Regions from separate parts of the Mus musculus genome. Here all the other regions are linked to region 1. Evidence: chromatin contacts called from public promoter capture Hi-C data. All regions are on one chromosome and are shown on one strand. The core of a region is the stretch at or near the end of the contact, and the rest is flanking DNA. Distances in the headings are between cores, read along the strand shown. Region 1 holds the start of Lcmt1 (leucine carboxyl methyltransferase 1). Region 2 holds the start of Nsmce1 (NSE1 homolog, SMC5-SMC6 complex component). Region 3 overlaps Nsmce1 (NSE1 homolog, SMC5-SMC6 complex component). Region 4 overlaps Gm30717 (a long non-coding RNA gene). Region 5 has its middle 3.7 kb from the start of Gm30560.

The links. Promoter capture Hi-C pulls out the DNA fragments that hold promoters and counts their contacts. Capture Hi-C pulls out chosen DNA fragments and counts their contacts.
Region 2: a contact with region 1 is called in a promoter capture Hi-C map of adipose tissue, with 4 times the contacts expected there. The contact joins the promoter of Nsmce1 here to the promoter of Lcmt1 in region 1. A contact is called at or near these places in 4 of 39 promoter capture datasets (the 3T3-L1 cell line, erythroid cells and pre-B cells), 1 of 484 Hi-C or Micro-C datasets (B cells), 4 of 115 datasets of contacts at active chromatin or transcription factors (astrocytes, embryonic stem cells and large pre-B cells) and 1 of 9 other capture datasets (adipose tissue).
Region 3: a contact with region 1 is called in a promoter capture Hi-C map of pre-B cells, with 4 times the contacts expected there. The contact joins the enhancer-like site here to the promoter of Lcmt1 in region 1. A contact is called at or near these places in 11 of 39 promoter capture datasets (the 3T3-L1 cell line, the C10 cell line, embryonic stem cells and 5 more), 1 of 15 datasets of contacts at CTCF or cohesin (large pre-B cells) and 1 of 484 Hi-C or Micro-C datasets (B cells).
Region 4: a promoter capture Hi-C map of hippocampal neurons shows a contact between it and region 1, with 6 times the contacts expected there. The contact joins the enhancer-like site here to the promoter of Lcmt1 in region 1. A contact is called at or near these places in 9 of 39 promoter capture datasets (the 3T3-L1 cell line, cranial neural crest, embryonic stem cells and 4 more), 1 of 115 datasets of contacts at active chromatin or transcription factors (embryonic forebrain) and 1 of 9 other capture datasets (adipose tissue).
Region 5: a contact with region 1 is called in a promoter capture Hi-C map of hippocampal neurons, with 3 times the contacts expected there. The contact joins the enhancer-like site here to the promoter of Lcmt1 in region 1. A contact is called at or near these places in 6 of 39 promoter capture datasets (the 3T3-L1 cell line, hippocampal neurons, liver and 2 more) and 2 of 115 datasets of contacts at active chromatin or transcription factors (astrocytes and large pre-B cells).

What each region holds. Positions count from the first base shown.
Region 1 is chr7:123,376,464-123,379,339 of GRCm38.p6, forward strand. It overlaps Lcmt1 (leucine carboxyl methyltransferase 1), which reads left to right and starts at 1,519. Exons shown (of 11, transcript NM_025304.3): 1 at 1,519-1,792. The coding sequence starts at 1,686.
Region 2 is chr7:125,490,059-125,492,934 of GRCm38.p6, forward strand. It overlaps Nsmce1 (NSE1 homolog, SMC5-SMC6 complex component), which reads right to left and starts at 1,385. Exons shown (of 8, transcript NM_026330.4): 1 at 1,355-1,385.
Region 3 is chr7:125,470,743-125,473,618 of GRCm38.p6, forward strand. Nsmce1 (NSE1 homolog, SMC5-SMC6 complex component) reads right to left here. Exons shown (of 8, transcript NM_026330.4): 3 at 1,366-1,487; 4 at 1,133-1,210; 5 at 371-517. Among named protein-coding and RNA genes, the nearest start is that of Nsmce1, 19 kb to the right of the region's middle. Within about 2 kb of position 1,364, at least 173 of the 459 cell types and tissues checked have an H3K27ac peak or open chromatin away from gene starts, as enhancers often do. A contact at or near this core is called in B cells, liver and pre-B cells, where this site is marked.
Region 4 is chr7:125,422,808-125,425,683 of GRCm38.p6, forward strand. The region is part of intron 1 of Gm30717 (a long non-coding RNA gene); the gene reads right to left. Among named protein-coding and RNA genes, the nearest start is that of Gm30717, 4.6 kb to the right of the region's middle. Within about 2 kb of position 1,379, at least 31 of the 459 cell types and tissues checked have an H3K27ac peak or open chromatin away from gene starts, as enhancers often do.
Region 5 is chr7:125,392,855-125,395,730 of GRCm38.p6, forward strand. No RefSeq gene overlaps it. Among named protein-coding and RNA genes, the nearest start is that of Gm30560, 3.7 kb to the right of the region's middle. Within about 2 kb of position 1,352, at least 133 of the 459 cell types and tissues checked have an H3K27ac peak or open chromatin away from gene starts, as enhancers often do. A contact at or near this core is called in hippocampal neurons, where this site is marked.

The sequences.
Region 1 (2,876 bases), core at 269-2,768:
AAAGTATATTGCCCTTTAAGTTGCTTTTGTCAGGGTAATTTATCATAACCCCTCAAGATTAGCTTCAACGACACTTCAGAACTCCAGTTATTCCTTTCGCCATCTCTCCCTGAAGTATCAGTGGTTACTTGTGTCTCCAGTGAATAATAAATAAAACAAAATATATGAACATATATAGGTTGATTTGCTGTTTTCTTTTTTAAGGAATTGAGTCAGTATGTAGCTCAGTTGGTAGAATATTTTCTAGATTGCACTAAACTCAGGGTTTGAGCCTCAATAGTGTACAAATTACATGTGGTTACACATACCTACAATCCCAGCACTGGAGACGTGTAGGCACCAGAAGTTCAAGGTCATTGAATTAGAAGTTCAAGGTCATTTTTGGCTACACAGTGAGTTAAAGGCCAGGCTTCATTATAGGAGAACTCATCTAGTTTTTCTTTTTTTAATTTGAAATATAGTCTTGCTATATTATCCAGGCTGACCTCCAACACTAGGCTCAAAGGATCCTATTGCTCTCGCTTCCCAAACATTCTCTCTCTCTCTTCCTCTCTCTCTCTCTCTCTCTCTCTCTCTCTCTCTCTCTCTGTGTGTGTGTGTGTGTGTGTGTGTGTGTGTTTCTGAGCTCAGATCCAAAAACCCTGGAAAGGGTGGGCAAGTGTTTATCACTGCCCTATCGCCACAGAATTTTTATGGGTATGATTTAGACTTCTTAAAGCTAGAGCTTATCCCTTCCTCTCTCCCAAACAACAAACAAAATAGAAAATAACCCTTCAATTTTATTTAGAGTTTTATAGTGATCCATTATGGAATACCTGTAAAGTACACTGCACACGCACAATTATGAAACATATTTACTCATTTGAGAAACTGTCCTCCCTCTGTCCTTTCACTGGTTTCTCTTCCCCCACCTTCCCCATTCATGTCACCTAAACCTTGATTTCTATTCACTTGTTCCTCAGTCCCGCAGACTATTTTGATTACATCTGTTGATTCTGAAACAGAGTTCAAGAAATTTTGTAGCCCCATCCCCAATTTACTCTCATGGTTACAAAGTTTTCCATTTTGTTCTTCACAACTCTCTCTTTCACAACTTTTTCCCCCTTTTCTTTCTGAGAACCCTACTCCCAGGCGAGCGCTCTGAGCTATGTTCCTAGTCACTTCCTAACATCTCAAAGGCATTGATTAGCACAGGACCTGACACAGTGTTGACTCCCCGACTAGAAGTTTGTTACAGTGTTGAATGATCTAAATGGAGACAGAAAGTTAATACATTAAACTTGCTTCTTTTGGGTGGACTCTCTGCCCTTCAGCCCTGAATTGACTGTGTTTGTAAGTTACTGAGCGACAAGAAGCCACTAAGACTACATTTCCCAAAAAGGATTGCGGCGCCACCAGCATGTCCGGGCTCTCTAGAAACTTCCGGGTTGTGCGGGCGGAGCCTAAAGAATCCTCCAATGGTCTGACTGGACGAGGAACTTGGTCCGACAAACGTCATGTCCCGGGAGCCAGTCAGCTGAAAGGTGGGTGGGCGGTGCGGGGGCGGCGTCACTGAGCAGCGCCCGCCTATCGCGCCTTATCTTTGCAGCTTTAGTCGGTGCCTGTTTCTTGCCTCTTTCCCCCACTGCTCGTTTCCCCGTTTCCATGTCCCTGGTGGGTGCCGCACCCCAGAACATCCCACGCACATGGCCTCCAGCTCGAGGGAGTCCTCGTTCTCTTCCTGCTCGTCGAGCTGTGACTTGGACGACGAGGGAGTGCGCGGCACCTGCGAAGATGCTTCTCTCTGCAAGAGGTGCCTGGGGGCGCTGGGTTTGGGATGGGAGCTGGTGTCCCGAGCCTAGGTGGCTAGAGGGCCACTGACCAAGGCATACGCTAGGACACTGGGAAGGGGCTGTCGCACTCATCTGGAGCGGCCCTGGCTTCACACCTGGGAAGTGCACGGAGCAGGGAGAGGTTCATTTAAGTCACAATTAACGAGTGTGTGTGAACCCGGGGTACCACGACTGGGAGTAAGGCTCTGAACAAAGCTTGCAAGATCTTAGCCTTCAGGAAAGACAGGGTGTGTTGCAAGTAATAACTACAGCTTTGCTGGGTTAGAAAAGGAACTTTGCTTGGTAGGTTACAATCCTGTTGAAATTGGTCATTATTCCCCATTGTGCAGCTGAAGCTCAAGTCTATGAGGGAGGGGTAGATTGCAGGTCCCAGCACCCGCAGTGTTTGTAGAATCAGCACTATACATAGGTCACAGTATTTATGGAGTTGTAGTAGGTGGTGGTGGTGGGTCTTGTCAGTGCACAAGAAAACATAAAGCTTGCATGTCCTTCATTCCTGCAACAAAGCTATTGAGACAGTACACTGTGCCTTACTTTGAGCTAATTGGTAGGGTTTGCTTTCAGTGATTGCAAATACTTAAAGGAGCAAAACAGACATGGTGTTGACATACTAGACTCACAGCCTCGTTGGGAGGAGCAGTAAACTCATACTTTAGTGTTGGGCTCTTGGAGATGTCTTTAGAGTTTGAAATTTATCCAGGGATGTTTAAACTGGCAAGAAAAAGCCTGAGACAGGGAAGTAGGACAATGTTCAGAACTAGGGACGAGTGTGGGCTTTGGAACAATTAGGACAATGCCCTGGAGAGAGGCGTGGGCTGGGGGCCAGAGAGGTGTTATAGTGTGGGGAATACAAGTTTTGGAATGAAGTGTTGCACTCTTTGTAGGGTCTTAGAAACTAAGCAATGGGATTTAAAGCATCAGTCCTGGAGCCAGACTGCCTAAGCTATATAAACTTGGGCAAGTTCCTAATGTGTATGTGTGTGTGTGTTGGGGGCATGCATGTGTGGGTGACTACCTGTGCATCCTAGAGGAGGATGTTGGGTA
Region 2 (2,876 bases), core at 135-2,634, 2.1 Mb after region 1:
AGTAGTGGGAAACTTTGTAGAGGAGATTCAATGGGGGGCTGGGGGTATGGAATAATACGTTTCTTAATCTGGTGGTGCTACACCTGAGGTGTTCATTTTATCTTCATAAGTATGTTACAAAACAAAAATACTTAAAGACAACTTAAATATTAATTAGAGAAGAGTGGTACAGAAAAAGTTCAAATGGTGTGATGTGGGGAAAGGGGTCAGAAAATGGGTGTGGAACCGATCACAGGAGCCATGCTTGTTTGTGGCTAGGATGGCAACTATCTGCAATGAGGGACTCTGCAGAGAGGATTAACCATAGATAGGTGCAGCCCACTCAAAGGACTTTAAAACCAAGGCGTTTACAGAATAAGCAATGCTTGGGTACAGCATGGGTGGCCTGTGCTAGGCAGTGTTAATCCGCTGATGGCACAGCCTGGTTTGAAACGCACCAGAACCTCATGAGGAACAGTGTTCCCCAGGAGGGAGCTGGGGCTACAAAGGTACACAAGTGATGGCGATAGTGACGGACAGTACTGCAAAAGCAGTTTCTTTTAAGGCACTGCCAGTCCCAACCGTGGTTGCTGGGCAGTGGTGGTGTACACCTTTAATCTCATCACATGGGAGATAGAGGCAGGCAGATCTGAGTTCAAGGCCAACCTAATTTACAGAGTGAATTCCAGGACAACCACGGCAATAAAGAGAAAACCTGTCTAGAAAACATAACCACAGATGATTAGATAGATTGCTTAGATAGGTAGGTAGATGATAGGCAGACAGACAGAACAAACCATGATCTAGGTTCCTTCTCTAGACTTCTCCAGTCTTGGTCTGGGTTAGAGGTGTTATTTATGGTTATCAGTACGAAATGCAACAAAACACAGAGCACAGGAATCCTATACTTTTCCAAAATCGGACAAACGGATGATTCTGAACACATTTAGCCTCAGGCTTTCAAATGCTGGCTCCACAAACAAAACAAAAAGGGGGGGGGGGAGTGGGGAGGCGGGGCACGCAAGGGGAGGGTGTGGTCGTTTTGAACAGAAGGGTACAAGTGGCTGTCACCAAACAGTGTCAGTGACAAGGCACACTTTCTCCGCCTGACCCATCAGGCGATCGGGAGTCAGGAGCTACAGGAGTTCCAGGTCAGCCTAGGCTACATGGTGAGAGCATGTCTCGAAAAGACAATTTTTTAAAATTTAAATTAACAAATAAACAACTTATGTTGTTATAGAGCTGTTCCAACCCCTGCCTTTTGCGGGCTTCAATATCTCGTCAGCGCCAAAGCCCGCGCCGACCCCATGGTCGATCCCGTTGCCCACAGATGCCCGCTCTGGTCCCCGCAGCACCCCAAAGCCTTCATACGTACCGCAAACCAGCGAGATCACGCCGGAAGCCATATCGGAGCCCGCCTCCAGGGCGGAGAGATCGCCAGACTGGAGCTCCTACTGGTGGGCTACGCGCATTCTCCCGCTCACCAGCGGAGTACTTCCGTTTTCCCCGCCCGCTCTGTTGCTATGGCGCCTTGGCACCTGTGAGCCGCCTTCTGAGCTACGCGGTTTCCCGCGCGGTTTTCGTACTTCCCGGAACGGCTTCCGCCGCCCCCGCCTCTCGCTCGCTGGAGGAGAACCCACGGCGGGACGATCCACGGCCCACGGCCTGTGTCGTAGTAAAACTACTGCAGGCTTTAGACTGGAGACGAAGAATGGCTTTTGTTTTCCTGTGGCCTGAGCTAGAAACTTGGCTCTGCCGCTACTGGTTGAGCGGTGACCTTTCATGGAGCTACTAAGTGGAGTTAAAACAGCCGGTTCTGGGGTCCGCGAGCGTAATCTGTAAAGTGCTTGCTGCCCAGGCAAAGAGAGACCTTGTATCAAAAAACAAAGTGGAGGCCTTCCGAGGAACCACATCTTGCGTAGACCTCTGGCACACACACACAGAGGAAAAAGCATAAGAGACGATCTCACACACACACACACACCAGTCCTGAATACGAGATTTAAAAGAACTAATTGTTCCTATGCAGCACACACACACAGAGGAAAAAGCATAAGAGACGATCACACACACACACAGAGGAAAAAGCATAAGAGACGATCACACACACACACCAGTCCTGAATAAGAGATTTAAAAGAACTAATTGTTCCTATGCAGGTGACCCCTCTGGCCTGCTCTCAGGGACCTAGCGGCTGCTTAAGTCTTCACCCAGGTGCGTGTTGTGGAGAAAAGGCCTCCACCCCAGCCATCCTAGGACTCTCTTCTCTGTCGCTCTGCCTTCTGTTTCTCTTTTGCTAGGCTCTTTTTCTCCGGGTCTCATGGCGACTTCTTTGGCCTCGTTCTCTGAGACCGTTGAAACTGCCCGAGAGTTGCTCCCGGTAAACCTGCTTTTATATTTTTAATTCAGCATGATCTGGCTTATTACGTCAGCGGAGACATTTACTACCTGGGGCAGAAACTTTTTACTAATGTGCAGGGAAAACTAGGACGGCCGCCGAGAAGTGTGGTGTGGTACTGCCTTAGCCACTCTCATCTAAGAATTGTGAGGCCTGATGAAATTGCCACAAGGGTAACTTCAAAGAAATCACTTCTGCCTGCTCAAGGCTTTTCCTTTCCGAGAATTCCAGATGCACGTCTCAGAGCTGGAAATGCAGCCTCGCCCAGGAAAAGTGACTAATTATACAACCGTACGAAGTGCACAGTCCAATCTCTGAAAACATACATGGCCTCTCACCACCCCTGGAGTCTTGGACAGCTTCTTATCTTCTGGAGAGCTCTTCAACTGAGTAGGGAGACTAACAATACAGAGGTCATTAAAAGCTTCATCTCTGGAGGTGGAAGGCCAAGGTCAAATCCTGGTTCTTGAACCCAAACTCTCTCATCTCTAGGACAAAG
Region 3 (2,876 bases), core at 114-2,613, 2.1 Mb after region 1:
GCCAGCCCGGTCTACAGAGTAAGTTCCAGAACAGCCAGGGCTACACAGAGAAACCCTGCCTTGAAAAAAAAACAAAACAAAACAAACAAACAACAAAAAAGAAAACGCTTGCAGCAGCTCCAAGCTGTCTACAGAAGGGACAGCCAGCAACTTCATTCTGAAAGGCATCTGATAAGCCTTCCATTGATTCCAGCCTCTTCCACTTGTGGCTGCAGCACTTAAGACAGACCATGTGAAAGTCAGGGAACACAGGCTCTCCTCTCAGAGGTCATGGAAAGCTTACAATAGAGAAGGGCCCACAGACAGGCCGGGCTCAACTGCTAGCACACAGACTGTGCACTCCTGAGTGAACGGGGAGGCCCCAGGGTACCTCAATCAACCACTTGCTCTGCACAAACTTCTGCAGCACCTGCTCGGCCTCCTTCTTCCTCATCTTTTTCCCTTTGAGTTGATCAACTAGGTTCAAAATGTTTGTAGAAGAAGCAAAGCCAGTTTCTGAGTCAACGATCAGTTCCAGCTGCAAGAGAAAGAGGTGCCTTATTCATCTATTTGAATAACAAACTCGACACCTAAGCCTCCAGCCAGCCCTGGTAGGAGAAGCTGCATGGACCCACACCAGGCACATCCCTACGACAGGTGCTAGGTATCCAATGTGCACACAGGTTGTGGCCCTTGTCCTAGCTTTATTCTCCACACACTGTAGACAGCCTAGGAGCACCACAAAATGGTTAAACTAGAAAGTCTACCTGCCTCGATGGGCCCAGTCAAGCTGAAACTGGAGAGGGGCGCTCCTTTCCCACCTTCCCCAGAGCTGCTATGTGCTCCCAGGACTCAGAACGTCTTAGCCAGGTGTGTGGCACATGGGCTGAGCACACTGCTACAAAGCTTGGACAAACCGTCCAGTGAGCGCCTCATTAAAGTGCAGGGCTGGGTTTGGAGCATTCTGGGCCAGGGACTGGGACCCATGCACTCCCACGAGTTCTCAGGTGCTCTGTTTGACAGGTAGCTTAAGGCCTGTCACTCCCTGTGAGACCCAGGAAGCTGGGAAGCATGACAGTGGCCTCCACAATTGCCGTTTCTATTTCCTCCCGTTAGAAACGCTGCATATGGTAGCAATGAGTACTGTACTCACAGCCTTTCTAAACAGATCCAGCTCGTTCTCTGCAAAATCCGTAGCCATTTTGGAAACTGAAGTTGTAGCAAGATTCACCTAAAAATAAACCACATAAGGATCAGGCCACGTGTCCACCACAAAGCTGATCACTTTCTCACCCCTCTCTCAGAAGCATGGGTCCCGCACGAGCCACTGCAGAGCCCTCTGAGCCAGTTTCTCAAAATGCCACTAGAGGGCGCTGCCTCGCATACCAGTGCATAAATGGGTCTCCCATCATCTTCCGTGACTCCTTTCTTTATCTCAATATACAGAGACTCCAGGACACTGTTGATGTTGTTGATGAAGTCCTCCAGCTTATCTACAGTCGCATTTCCTGGAAATAAGCAGGCAGGGATGGGAGTGGATTCGTCGAAAAAGCACACACAGCCTGTTTCAATCTCTGGCCCCTGACCACACTAGCAGCCCCAACAGAAATGTTTTGGCTTTCTTGGGCCAATGCCAATATTGTGGTTTCTTTCTTCCCGGAGTGCTCAAAGATAAGCTGAGACAGATGGTGTAGTGAGGCAGAAAGGCGGACAAGATTGTTATCTCAGACCACTGAGACAGTAGCCTTCCTTCCTCTTCCCCAAGGCTTCATGCTGCACCAGTGGCCCTCCACAGCTCCCTCCTCCTAGAAAGCTAGCCAGGACACATCTGAAGGCCTTGGGCCAGCCCAGGCCTGAGCCACAACAGGGTAAGTGAGGCACTCACAGCAGAAGAGGCCCTGTTCTAAGCATAATCCAAGCAGCTATTGCCCAAGTGTCCTCCCACTGGCCCTTCTCGGGCCCTGGCAGCTCTGAGCACAGGCAGAGACGGTGTGAACTGTGGGAGCCTGGCTCTAGCGGAAGCTCCTGCTATGCCACCATCAGGAGGCCACCAGCCATCAGGAGGCCACCAACAGGGACCTTTTTGAGAGCCATGAGTCTGAGGAGGGGAAAAGGTCCAGAAGCAGGGGGCTTGGGTGAACAGATACTAACAGCTGGTGAGAAAGACCAGGAAAGGATGCAAAGGGAGAGGGCATGTGTTACACATCCCAGCTTGGAGAGTCAGCCCCTCTGTCGGCTACAGAACCTGCTCTAACACAGTGAAGGCATACGGCCAGCTTCATACACTAGAATTACCGATCTGCAGTGTGATACTTTCAAGACCAGAGTATACCTGTTTTCACTTATTAAAATAATGTCAAAGGATTTATACTTTAGAGTTACTTTGGGAAGCCCAGCAGTGGTAGCTCACGCCTTTTAACGCCAGCACTCGGGAGGCACAGGTAGGCCTCAGAGTTTAACAGGCAGCCTGGTCTGCAGACTGAGTTTAGGGACAGCCAGGGCGACACAGAGAAACCCTGTCATGAAAAAAAACAAAACAAAACAAAAAAAAAACAAGCAAAAAAAAATTTTAAATAAAGAAAAAAAAACAAAAAACAGAACCACTGAGAAAAAAACTGCAGGAAAAACAAAAACAGAAACAGACACCATGCCACCATTTATGTTACTAAGCTTACTAAGGCTTGCACTAGAAAGAAGACTCATCTAAAGGGTCAGTCTCACTTCCTACAGAAAGTGGGCATTTCTAACACTGTGTAACAAAAATAAAGCCAGCTTAAAAGACAAAAGGTAATATTGGTAGCAGGGGAAGACATGCAACATTAAGGGCAAACAAAGACCCAGACTCATGGGTTCACAGTAATAGCAACATACATGTGCTGCAGTGGCTCTTTGTCCCT
Region 4 (2,876 bases), core at 129-2,628, 2.0 Mb after region 1:
CATCTCACTACTGTGGAGTGGATAGGTGTGGCTTCTTTCCAAGGAGAGAACTGGGAAGCAAGGAAGGCACTGCCCAGCCTGTGGGTTTAAGGAGGCCCTTGCTCTCAGTTCTGTAGGTGCATAGGGTCACTACTGAGCAGAAGGACCTCTTAAAGGGCCGTATCCTGAATATCTTCCCTCTTCTCTTCCTATTCCTGGTCCTGCTTTCTCACCAGACTTTCTGTCAGATCCCAACATATCTGAATCCTCTTAGAATTTGCTGGGCCGACGTTTGCCTGACTGCCTAATAGAATAATAGTGTAACAGGAAACATTTCCTTCAACCTAACCTCCTGCTAAGCACATGGTCATGTGACTTCCCATTTTACAACTTCTGAGGTATAGAGAGGTTAAGGGGCTGGCCCAAAGTCACACAGCAAGAAAGTAACAGATTTGAACCTGTCATCCCACTCCCTCTGTCAAGCCCTTCCAGGAAAAGTGCTGCCTGGCTGTAAGAGTCACAGGAAATGGGAACTGCAGTCACTAGATTAATAACTCACTAGTAGACCTCACGACCACTGAATCATCTTAGAACCTAGTTATCATTAGTAGCATCTGTGTCTGTTTTAATAATTTCATGATTGCTAAGAAAGACCTGGCCATCAAGCTGTCGCTCCAGGTCAGGTGACATGGCAGAGCTCATGTGACCCTCTGTACAACAGAATTAGATGGCATTATTGTTTTCTATTTTACAGGTGGGGAAACCAAGACACAGAAAGTGAAATAAGTTGCTCACGTCACACAGAGAAGCAGAGAGTAAATGAGAACTCAGTAAGGGGTAGAGATGTAGGAGGTTGGGAGGAGAGGACAGAACAGAGCTGACTACACACGCCCAACCCACCTACCAGGCTCTGGAAATGGATGAGACCCACTACCATTTGTGGTCAGGCGCTGACCCTGGCTCCTCTTTCCTCTCTGAATTCCATGAGAATAGCTGTTTTCCTCAGAATCCCTACCCACTCCCCCAGAGACAGCAGTCTTCCAACAATAAGAAGCAGATGTTCTCCTCTTTAGCTTTAAGCCAAGAGACAATTCATGAAGTTCCAAAAATCACGTAACATACCATAATAATCCCATGACATCACTCACACATAATAACTGTCAGGTCCCGACCCCCAGGATGGCAGTCCGGGCTCAGTTCCGGCTGCACCAGCACTCCTCTGAAACCGAGCAAAGTGGGTTTCTGTTTGCCAGGGAGAGCCATTGCTTTCTCTCTCTTACCTCTTTGCCAACCTCCTTAGGGTGCAGCTAGTTCTCTAGTCACCCCAACAAACCTCCAAAGACCAAAGCCTCCCCCCCCCTCACCGCTGCAGCATAACCCCTTTAACTGGCAGGGCTCCCACCATCCCCTGCCATCCTCTCTGCTCTTCTCCAGGACCAAGGTAACCAAAGACAGACACAAGATGTGGAAAGGAGGGAGGGAAGGGGATAGTCTCTCAGTGTCCCTGAGGCTGACTGAGGACAAGAGCAATGGGTAGGAGCTGGGTCCTGCAGCAGGGGCGGGGTGGGGCATGGACGGGCTCATATATTTGCAAGAGTGAAGCAATGATACCTGGAGTTCCCTGCAGTGTACAGTAGGTAAGAGGGACTATTGTTCATCTTTCTCATTGCTATGACCAAATACCCAACAGAAGCTGGTTATTGAAGGAAAAAGGATTTTTTTTTTTTTGGCTCATAGTTTCGGAGGGTTTGGACCATCATAGCAGAGAAGGTACGGTGGGGGCGCTCGGCTCACTGGCAGGGCTCCCATCATCCCCTGCCATCTTCTTTGTTCTTCTCCCTCCCTTTTCTCTCCGCCCCTCCCGGTTTCCCAAGAGGTAGTAGCTATGGCAGGCTCCGGAGAGTGCAGTTAGTTCTCCAACATGGTTGACAGGAAGTAGAGAATAAGAAAGGAAGTAGCCAGAGATAATATATGCCTAATGGCCCACCCCTGGTGACCCATTTCCTCCAGCTAGGTTCCATATTCTAAAGTTTCCAGAGCCTCCCAAAAGAACAGCACTGATTGGAGACCAAGTGGCCACCACGTGAGCTTGTGGAGAGCATTCCATGTGTGATCCACAGCAGGTGCTGAGCGTGAATCGTGGTCCTCCTCCTCAGTATGGGTTACAGTGTCCGCCTTTAAGAGGCTTGAGAACACGGAGAGCATCGTCTGTTGGCACGTGCCGGAAGCCTGTCATGTATAAGGACTCTGAGCTGCCTAGCCCAGTCTCTCAGCCTGCTGGACTCTCTCTTAGGCCACTCAAGACAAACAGAAGCACCTAATCCTGGGGACACTGGAGGAGGAAAGTCTGCCTGGAAGCACTTCTAGCTACCCGTGGTTACAGGGGTTCACAGAGAGTCTTTAAGTGAAGAAAAGGGAAAGAAAAGTCTCCACAAAATATCAGGTTGTGTGTAAAGCTCCGGTGGAGGAAAAATTAAGAGGAATCCAACATGTCCCTCAAGTCTATCCCAAACATCATTGCTACAGCTTTGTGGGTTTGGTTCTTAAATATGTTGTTTTGTTTGATTGCTTGATTAAGATTATTTATCTGTTTTTGCAGTAGTGAGAATTGAAGCCAGAGCCTTGTGCATGCTAGGCAAGCCCATGCTACTGAGCTACATCCACACCTGATATTTTATTTTTAAGATAGTCTCACTATGTAGCCCAAGCTTGCCTAGAGTTCCTGATCCTTCTAACTCAGCCTCTTGAGTGCTGTGATCTCATGTGTGTGCCATCAGGTCTGGCTCACCTTTGCCAGAGTTTGGAGTCCCCTTGAAGGTTTGGTGCCATTGAGAGGTAGAGCCTGGCAAGAGGCCTTGAATGAGGAGGGTGTGTCCTCACAGGAGATAGTGGGACCT
Region 5 (2,876 bases), core at 102-2,601, 2.0 Mb after region 1:
TGGAATGTGGCCAGGACAGGCAGGCCTTCCAGAGCACAGCCTTGCTGCTTGGTGCTGGCCTGGGGGTGGAGGAGATGAGACTGGAGCTAAACCTGCAAATTCCTGGAACAGGGTGGAAAGAGCGCAGCACTGAATCCGAATCCCAAGCAAATGGGTTCCCCTCACACCCTTTGTCAACACTCAAAATCATTTTCAGCCTCCAACTATAACTCTATGTTACAAGCTGTGCCTTAGGGGGAAAGGGGGGGGGGGCAGAGAGCGCAGGACTCCCAAAACTTAAAACTGTGTTTGTGGTGCTGGGGGGGGGGGGGGACGCCAGGGACTCCCACTTGGTCAACAGGTACTTTATCTACTATCCAACAACCTAGCCCAGAGCTCAGCAATGTTTTAAAGCTTTCTGGAGAGCTTAGGCACAGCTGGAGTCCGGATCCAGGGAGCCATGCACTGTCCCCTGTACACTGCGGACCCTCACCACACAGCCTCACGGAGCCGCGAAGGTTGGTCTAAGGCGCAGAAAAGCTGCCCACTACCCGAAGTCGACTGGCAGGAAATCTGAAGTTATTCAGGCCAAATCCAGAAAGAGAGGAGAGTAGGAGGGCAGAAAAGGCGGGAGCGCGAGAGCGAGCGGAAGGGTGCATGGGTAGGTGGAAGACACTGTGAAGAGATGTGCAGAGGGAATGGAGGAATGAAATCGGGAGAGGACGGGAGGGAGGGAGGGAGGGAGGGGAGAAGGAAGGGAAAGAGAAAGGGAGGGGAGCTGCACATAGGTTCGATGAAACAAAGGGAGAAAAGCCGAATAAATGAGTCACAGATGGGGTGGGAGGGAGGGAGAGGAGCGCGAGGCTCCGCGCTAGACCTGCTAGGGACTTAGGACGCCGCTGCAAGCGCGGGCTCTGGTCGCAGGCTCGCAAACCTGAGCACGCGCGCAGTCTCAACTCGTGGACGCCGCTCAGGCTCTAGCAGTCATAAGGCCTGGGTGCCCCCTAGCGGTCATATGTGGCACTGCAGCGGCGGTGTGGCGGGACCTTGCACTCTTCCCTAGGGATGTGCGCTGCACCGAGTTCCCGAAAACTCCTCCTTAAAAGCCACTTCCTTGCTCTCGCTACAAACCTTAGGACCTCCTGCCCTGGCATCCTCTGGAGAGCAGAAAGATAAGCGCTTCCTAACGCTCTTTTCTGAAAAGGCTTCCTATTCCCTTCCGTGAAAACGGATCAGTAAAGGTGGGGGGGAGAGAAAATGGTTTGAGTTAATTTAAACTGTGTCTGCCGCGGGCAGCAATCCAAGAAAGGGTTTCCTTTTTTTTTTTTTTTAAGTCCTGGTGGAAGCATCAAGGGAAGCTCTTTGCTGCAGCCCAGCGGCCAGATGGAGCCAGGTTAGTCCAATGTGGAGGCTGCGGGGAAGAAGTCTCAGGCAGCCAGGAAGCCTAGGCCTGGTGGTGCCAGAGAATCACTGGGAATGACAGTGCTCATACTCGCTTGCAAACCCAGCATTCAGAAAGCAGAAGCAGAAATAGAGCCACAAGTTCAAGGGCAGCCTGGCCTCAGGACACAGCAATACCAGACTGAGCACTTTCCCCTCCCAGGCTGTTTGCATAGGTGAGCTTATTTCATGGCCAGAATCTTTGACGTTAGTACTATGTGTCTCCGTGTCACAAGGAGGAACCAGAGACCCTCAGGAATTAAAGGCACCCAGCTAACAAGTGGGTATTAAGCTGCTGGACCTTGTAGAACTTCAGGCTTCGGCTCTGCCTCATGGACAAAGCATGTGGGAAGTGTCTGGAGGCTCTCTCCAAAGTGACCCTGCCAGTGAGTACCCCGGGATGACCCTGGCTGTGGGTGAGGCTGATGACATCACAGTCCCTCCCACCTGTCGTCTCCCTCTGTGCTCCTCCACATCAAGGGGCACAGCCTGCCACTGGCATGGAGTCCCCAGCTTCTTCATCCGTTCAGCAGAGTGTTCAGAGAGTGTCTCCTCCGTGCCAGGCTGTGCTAGAGAGCCAGGAGACCAGACCGTGGCAAACACTAACTAGTAACAACCTGTGATAAACAGATCAGCCAGCAAATGCACAGTGTGGCTGCACATTTGCATGTGACAAGATTATGTACTAAGAGATGGCCTGGCCTAGGGACACCGATGTAAAAGCTCTTATTGGAAGCCGCCTCGAACTCAGAAGTTTACAACTATGCCCCAGCTCCCCCGCCCCATCCCTGGCCCTTCTTCATACCTGGAGTCTTAGACAAGGAAGCTAGGAGAGAATGAGGACCATCCCTCAAGGCGTTTGAACTTGACCCTGGCTCTAGACGGGAGATCATAGTGACTGTACAGCTCTCTCAGTGCTCAGCGCTTGACTTTGTTTACATCCTCACCACTGATCTCTGCAGTAAGCTTTTGAGGTAGATGCTCTTGATAAACCTGTATTTCCAGGCTCTAAAACCAAGGTGAACAGCTCCGTGGGGCACCAAGATTTTAGGAGGAAAGGGTTTTGTGGCACACAGTTTCAGGGATTTCAGTCCATGGTCACCGGCTTGCTGGCACATTGTGGTGGGAACATGTGACAAAAGAGAACATCCAGGAAGCAAAAGACAGAGGCTGAAGGACTGGGAGCTCCAATATCTATTTAGAGGCCACACCCCCATGACTTACTTCATGTCACTGGGCCACCTTCTAAAATTTCCAGCACCACTCACAGGCTGGGGACCAAGCCTCCAAATCCAGCTTCCAGCATCAACAACACACATTCCCTAGATAGTAGCCAGGGAGGCAAAGAAAATGTCAGCTCAGATCACTCGCCTCTTCTGTTAGGGACCAATGGAGGCAACACAGAAATAAAAGATCGCAGACAGGCATCTCCAGAAACAATTGCTCTTTAGCCAAAA